2 separate regions of the Mus musculus genome follow, and region 1 is linked to region 2. The links are chromatin contacts, called in public Hi-C maps. All regions are on one chromosome and are shown on one strand. Each heading gives the region's core, a stretch centred on a gene start, on an enhancer-like site or on the middle of the called end of the contact. The rest is flanking DNA. Distances are from core to core; before and after follow the strand shown.

Region 1 (3,335 bases), core at 424-2,923, 660 kb before region 2:
TTTTAATACCAAACTGTATAGTAACATTTTTCTTAAAGAGGGAATGTAAATATGCATATGTGTAAGGTATCCCACAAGCTAGAAGACAGGCCCTCTTGGATAAGATCTCATAAAACACTATTATGATTTGGGTTGAACAGTTATTAGGACAGAAAACTTTAGGAATAGCAATGACCCATAGAGAACATTTCAAGATGAAATTGCCTAATATATAATAATTTAACAAGTAACATATACCTATCTGAAAAATAGAAGTAAAAATGGCTGTATTTTTACAAAGAAATCTTTCATATCTTCTTGAATGGAGCCTGCCCCTGCCCCAAACACAACACTTTGGTAATTTATCAGTGAACCTCAGCGGGGGCCCATCAGAACATCGTTGGTTGCCACAATTGTTCAGGAGGCTAAATAATTCAGCTGCGAGAAAGTAAGAGAAAGCTCTCTTTTATGTTTTGTAAAGATCCAAAAAAAAAAAAATATTAGTATTTTAGACTTTTTGGTCACAGACACTCAACTGTGACATTGTAGTATGAAAACAAACATAGCTACTATCCACAAGAATAAGAGTGATAGTGTTCCAATAAAACTTTATTAGCAAAGATAGAGTTATCCCACAGTGGGGAGCTGTCAGCCCTTCATGTTTAAAAATCATGTCTGCCAATCTCATCACTATTGACCGGTTGGCTGTTTGCTGGGCATAGCAGTCTTGGGTACAAAGTTGTCACTACTCTGCCTATTTTCCACTAATGCCTGTAGCACCTTTGTCCCTCAACTGCTGCGGGTGTGACAACCAAAGATGTCTTATGTGCCTCAGCTGAGGAGCACTGACTTAAAGGAGTGGGTGTTTGGAGGTGAAGAAAGTTCAGAGTTTGTGTGTGTGTGTGTGTGTGTGTGTGTGTGTGTGTGTGACATAAGCTCTTGTTTAGCCATATTAGGTCCATATCTGCCCCTCTTCCAAAAAGTCCCTTCCCTCTGTGGTCCTAGAAAACCAGTGTTTCCCCCTGGTGACTCAGAGACATGACTCAATATGCATTTGACTATTGAAACTTCAGTTTTATTTACAAATACAACTTCCATAGCAACCAACTCATCTTTGTTATATAAACTGAGGCCCTACTGTCTGTTACTAAGACATTTGAGTACTAAAATTACTGCTTTGTACAACCAGCTGTCTCTAAAAATCTATGTGTGGGGGTGATATGGGTATGTTTCTTGCTCATGTATATTTTATTCAGTCTGTTTTTTTTTAATTCAGGGTGGCATATAACAAAGTTTATAGAATAATCTCATATCTATGATCATCAATATTCTACAACAGTGATTCTCAACCTTTCTAATACTGCAACCCTTTAATACCTCATGATGTGGTGATCCTCTGCTGTAGAGTTATTTCTGTTGCTACTTCATAACTGTAATCTTGCTACTGTTATGGATCACAAGGTAAGTATGTGTTTTCCAATGGTCTTAGTCAACCATTGCGAAAGGATAGTTTGACCCCCTCCCCCCCAACACACAAAGGGATCATGACTCTCAGGTTGAGAAACACCACTCTACAGTTCACTGAGCTCTGAGACTGTGTCTCTAAGGATGCAGGAGGAGGTACTGCTCTGAGATTTGTCAGCTGTGTTGGGGGCTTGCAAAACATAGCCAGGGGTAAGAGTGATTTCCAGAGCCATGCTGTGACGTCTGTTGCCATGTCATCTCAAGGGCTGGTGAGACAGGACTGAATCACCCTGGGGTAATTTCTACATTCCAGCAGAAGGAGAATTCAGAAGCCAAAACAGATGCCAATCCTCTGGGATCTGGCCAATTTTGCTCGTGTCATAATGGGGAAAGGTCTTCATGCTTTCATTTGTCGTTTACTGGGTGTTATGGGAATAGAGGGAAGGGCAGCTGCCCCAGGGGTCTTTGCCACGGTGTGCTGTGGCGAGAGAAGGCACGGTCAACACCACTAAAGATTAGGTTTAGCCTTCTGCAACCTTTCTGTTTTGAGATGCTTCTGGAACAAAAAAAACTAAAGAGGCTGTTCCTCTTGCTCTTAAAACTGATCTTTCATAATAGATCTTCTACGTTTGATTGTAGGACTCGGGACTCTCCATTCCCCAGGTAAAGAATTCCATGTTAATTGTAAGGTTCACAGTCCCTTCCTATAGGTGGGCATCCCAAGCTCTTCGTGAATCCTGATCTTAGGAAGCAGGCCCTAAGGGTCTGGGTCCAGAGTCGCCACAGGTCAGGACTTGAGGGAAGAAACCTGCTCGAGTTCTCGAGTGTCATAGCTAGACTTTTTTCACTGTCCCTTAGGGAGAAACGCTGCCACCCGAAAACAATTATCAGGTCAGCATGACATTTACTTCTAAGCCAGCTTTAATTATAACCAAATAAATGACTTGTAAACCACCTAAAACTGGAAGAAGAAATAAACTCAACATAAACCCCAGAACACGACTGTAGACCATTCCTCAGACAATGCCAAGATCTAGAGATACTCAGTCTAGCCCAACAGGAAGACAAATAGTCGATACTGCTTACTACAGAGCACTATCGAGATGGTTAGGAATCCCATAAGGCCTTTATTTGTTTTCCCAAACAATCCTATTCCCTGACATATGTGGTTACAGATTTTGTTCACATTTTGCGGCTGGAACCCTCTTGATAAACAGCCCTTCTAGGGATGTGGTTGCAGACAAGTAAAAGGGAACTCACCATCTAAGTGCTCCCTGAAGGGACTCACCATCTGAGTGCTCCCTGAAGAAAATCTCCTGGCTTTGTGCCCCAAAGCTGGTAACAGAGATTAGGCTATTTTTAGATAGGTGAAAAATTTGCCTGGTTACACAATCGGCTTCCTTACAGCCATTAAGAGAGAGAATTAATAATCAGAGCTGTGGGCAAGGACAGGCAGATGTATTCCCTGTCAGAGAACTCTGGCTTTTTAAAGGAGTTTATACTCCCATGAAAGCTGGGTAGATGCTTGGTGTGCATGGCAGCTCTCTTTCAAAGACATGCCTGTGAACGGTGGCTATAGAAGTTACTTCCAACAAACCCTTTATAAACTAAGTGCACAGAAAACTTGGAACAAAAGCATTTTGCATACTCAAAATTATCTATGTCAGAAGTCACATAGACTATACCCAATTGCATGCATTCATGCACGTGCAAGCCCCTCCCCCACCTTAGCACATAGTCTTTCATGTCTGTGCATGTGAGCATATTCCTGTTTGCCTGGCAGGAGACATTACCATCCAATACCACTTTTTTTTTTTTTTTTTTTTTTTTGGCAACCATAGAAACTGTATTAGGCTATTGCCTCACCTTAGCATCAATAACTTTAGCAACTT
Region 2 (3,369 bases), core at 754-3,253:
CGTAAAGCATTTAAAAGGTTCTTAAAGAAGGCGCTATATAAATATAAAATAATATCTATTAAAGTTGAAAAAAAAGAGCCCTGCAGGTGTCACAGAGGCTGCTCTGTGATCTCTCCAAGTCCAGAGAGCCACCATGGCAGCTCCTCTAAGTGCATTCCTAACAGTACGTGATCCTTGCGAACTCTCCTGATCTGGAAGTAAAGATTTTGCCTGGGGCTTCCCCCTACACCAGCCCTTCGGAAAGCCTTATTTTCTCTGTGAAAACACTGAGACTTGGGGCTGACTAACTTGCCTGAAGGTTCCTGAGTCTCCAACATGACAGTCAGTGTTCCAGGCCAAGGATGAGTCTTCTGTCCACAGGGGCATCCCCTAGCTGGGCTGCCTTTCTCCGCTCTCTGTGTGCAGCTTAGTCTATGCCATGGTCCCTCTGTCCAGGACCATTAAAAAAAGTGTTTGAAAGCCCAGGACAGATGAGTTAAGGGGCCATTTCTGACCTCAGTGCCTAGACTTCCCTTTCTTGGCCTGATCAGAGCTATGACTTGCCACCATCTCATAGACGTTCTGCATCCATGTTTATATCCACAAGATTTCAGATATGGACACATGACAACCTTCAGATCAGGTACCCACTACTATTTTCAATTTAGCCTGACCCTTTGAGGAACTATGGCATTCCATGCCCAAGCCAACCAGGCCTTCTGATCCAGTCTGGCACCCTCACCCTCAACCCCACCCCCCACCCCCTCTCTCTGCCATATGCCCTTCCTGCCCACCATGAAATAACTAGGCTGCTCTCAGCATCTCTAGCCTCTGCTTCCCAGTATTCAACAGAGACAACCTGAGCTCTTATCTTCTGCAATGATCCCCTAAGAATGCTTTCAAATCAAATGCACCTTCCACATTTTACAATACCACCAAAGCAACTTACAAGTTTTTTGGTTTTGTTTTTTTCTGTTCTGGTTTATTGGTATTAAAACTATGCTCAGAAGCCAGGCGTGGTGGCTCACACCTTTAATCCCAGCACTTGGGAGGCAGAGGCAGACAGATTTCTGAGTTCGAGGCCAGCCTGGTCTACAAAGTGAGTTCCAGGACAGCCAGGGCTATACAGAGAAACCCTGTCTCAAAAAACAAAACAAAACAAAACAAAAAACAAAAAAAAACTATGCTCAGAAAGTCGGGGGGTGGGGGTGGGGGTTAGAATGAGGACTGGCCCATCTTCAAGACAAAACAAATAAGCTCTGGATTGTTCTGTTGTCCTTTTTGGCTTCTATCCCCTGACCCCTGATGCTATCTCCCATACTTTCTAGCTATGCCTGTTTTTCACCTCCTCCTCCTCCTTCTTCTTCCAGGTCTCTGTCACTAGAGCCTACTCCACTAGCTTACCTAGCAACAAAGACAAAAAGAATTGGAAGGCAGACCGGATGCTTCAAAATACAAGTCAACGTGCTCCTCTGTAACTCCTCAGGCACCCCAGAGCCTCTGATGATGGCTCTGTCCTGTCTCCACTGCATCTCCCTCCAAGCCAAGAGGATGATGCAGTGATGCAGGGCTGGTTGCCGTGGCAGCAGACTAAGCAGGGAAATGGGGAAAAAAAGCCAAAAACATTACTCCAAAAATGAAAGTAGGTTCCGAAATCCTGCCAGAGGACAGGGTCGCAAGCAGACTTCAGTAGGAGCAGAACACGTAAGGATGCCTGTGCTAGAATTTCAGTGTCATCCTCCTGCCCACGTTCCCCCATAAAAGATCTCCCATCGTGCCTTTGTGTAGGGTGAAGGTCAAAGATATGCTCATCTTGAAGAACCTTTGGGAGTCTGTGCTTCTCCAAATAACAGCCATCCTTCTGGCCAGGAGGCCTAATGTTCCAATAAAGGAATTTGGTGGTTCACACCCTCACCAGCCATCAACCAGCTACACCCACAAGTTCTGTTTCCTACCCTGAGCTGAGAGCGCCCTGTTTCTACCCCCACATTTTTCCCTTGCTCTGTGTTTGCTCAGCAGGAGCAAAACTGACTCACACCATTTGAGTAATTGCCCCTTAAGGGCGCCACTCTCTTCCCTTGTAAGACTAGGCTCTGTGGTTCCTGACTCACAGGCACGTGCCACTGCTGGGTACCCTGGCAATAGAACCACATCTGTCAGCTTCTCTCTTATGTACCCAGAACCACATCTGTCAGCCTCTCTCCTGTGTGCCCAGCCTGGCCCCAGTGGCATCTGGGAAGGAAGGCAGCATCAGACTGCCAGCTTGCAGGACAGTGGCACTCTGGCCAAACTCTGAGGCAAGCCACAGTGCTTGCAGCAGGTGCCTGGCTCACAGCCACTCCTCCTCTCAGGCTCCTTTCCCTTTGGATGGGCAAATTTGACCCACAGATCCCGCGTGTGGGATGTCAGCAGAATGGGTGCTGAGCAATGAGGCCACAGCTTCGGCCTTTCTCTGTAGTTCTTTGTAAGTCCCTCAGGAATCTCATGCCACTCACCAAATGTCATCAACCAAAGTCTCAGACATGTCACAGCCTGGTAGATTGCCCCTCTACTCGTTACTCGGATTTGATTGGGTATTGTCAACATGCCTAGCACTGCTTGGATTTCAAGGTTAGTGCACTGTTAATGAACTTCTAAGATTCTGATCTCATGGAGAATCATTCACCATACTACCCCTAAGGTTCTGGCCAAGGTGATGTCAATACTAGAAGTCCCCCTCCACCTAACAGTAAGACTGGGCTGTAAGCAAGTGCCAGAGGCAAAAAGGCCTGGTAGAGGGGGGAAAACCCTCTGTCTAGGCTTCTAGAAGATACTTACCATCAGTCTGGGGAAAAGCCTGGTGTGCCCAGTAGTAACAAATCTGTCTATGCCCAGATGATGGGCCTAGCAAGCTAATGAAACTATGATCAGGGAAAACTACGTTTGCTTCTGCAAGACACTGCTGAATAAACCCCAGTACCTTCATCAGTTGGGTGGACAAAGGGTAGAGATCTTGGGTTTTCAGTTCCTTTTCCATATCAAGTCAGAGTAAAACCAGAGCCAACACCACACAAGGAAGGACAGACAGAAATAATGAGACAGAAGGCTCCTATGCCCAGGAGGACAGCGAAGGTGGGGGAGGGAAAGTGAGAGATCGAAGCACAGCCCAGTTTGTCATTCATTAAATCAAATCAATGCCACACACATTTTAGAGAGTCAGACCCTACCCCCCATCCCCCCACCATTCAATTGAGGAAGCGATGGCACAGTGGTCAAGCATATACGCTGCACCTGGAGAGGGCCATGGGTTGACTTCCTAGCACCCATGTTGGTCAGCTCTCAACCACCTTTAACTCCAGTTCTGAGAGTTTCTGGCATCCATAGTCACCTGTACCCACGTGTGCACACATA

Evidence for each region. Hi-C and Micro-C count contacts between places; a contact is called where the count stands out from the background.
Region 1: a Hi-C map of cortical neurons shows a contact between it and region 2, with 2.1 times the contacts expected there. The contact joins two enhancer-like sites. A contact is called at or near these places in 5 of 484 Hi-C or Micro-C datasets (cerebral cortex, cortical neurons and uterus) and 1 of 115 datasets of contacts at active chromatin or transcription factors (embryonic stem cells).

Annotation. Positions count from the first base shown.
Region 1 is chr8:24,397,994-24,401,328 of GRCm38.p6, reverse strand. No RefSeq gene overlaps it. Among named protein-coding and RNA genes, the nearest start is that of Gm30692, 13 kb to the left of the region's middle. Within about 2 kb of position 1,673, at least 36 of the 459 cell types and tissues checked have an H3K27ac peak or open chromatin away from gene starts, as enhancers often do. A contact at or near this core is called in cortical neurons, where this site is marked.
Region 2 is chr8:23,739,520-23,742,888 of GRCm38.p6, reverse strand. The region is part of intron 1 of Zmat4 (zinc finger, matrin type 4); the gene reads right to left. Among named protein-coding and RNA genes, the nearest start is that of Zmat4, 72 kb to the right of the region's middle. Within about 2 kb of position 2,003, at least 43 of the 459 cell types and tissues checked have an H3K27ac peak or open chromatin away from gene starts, as enhancers often do. A contact at or near this core is called in cortical neurons, where this site is marked.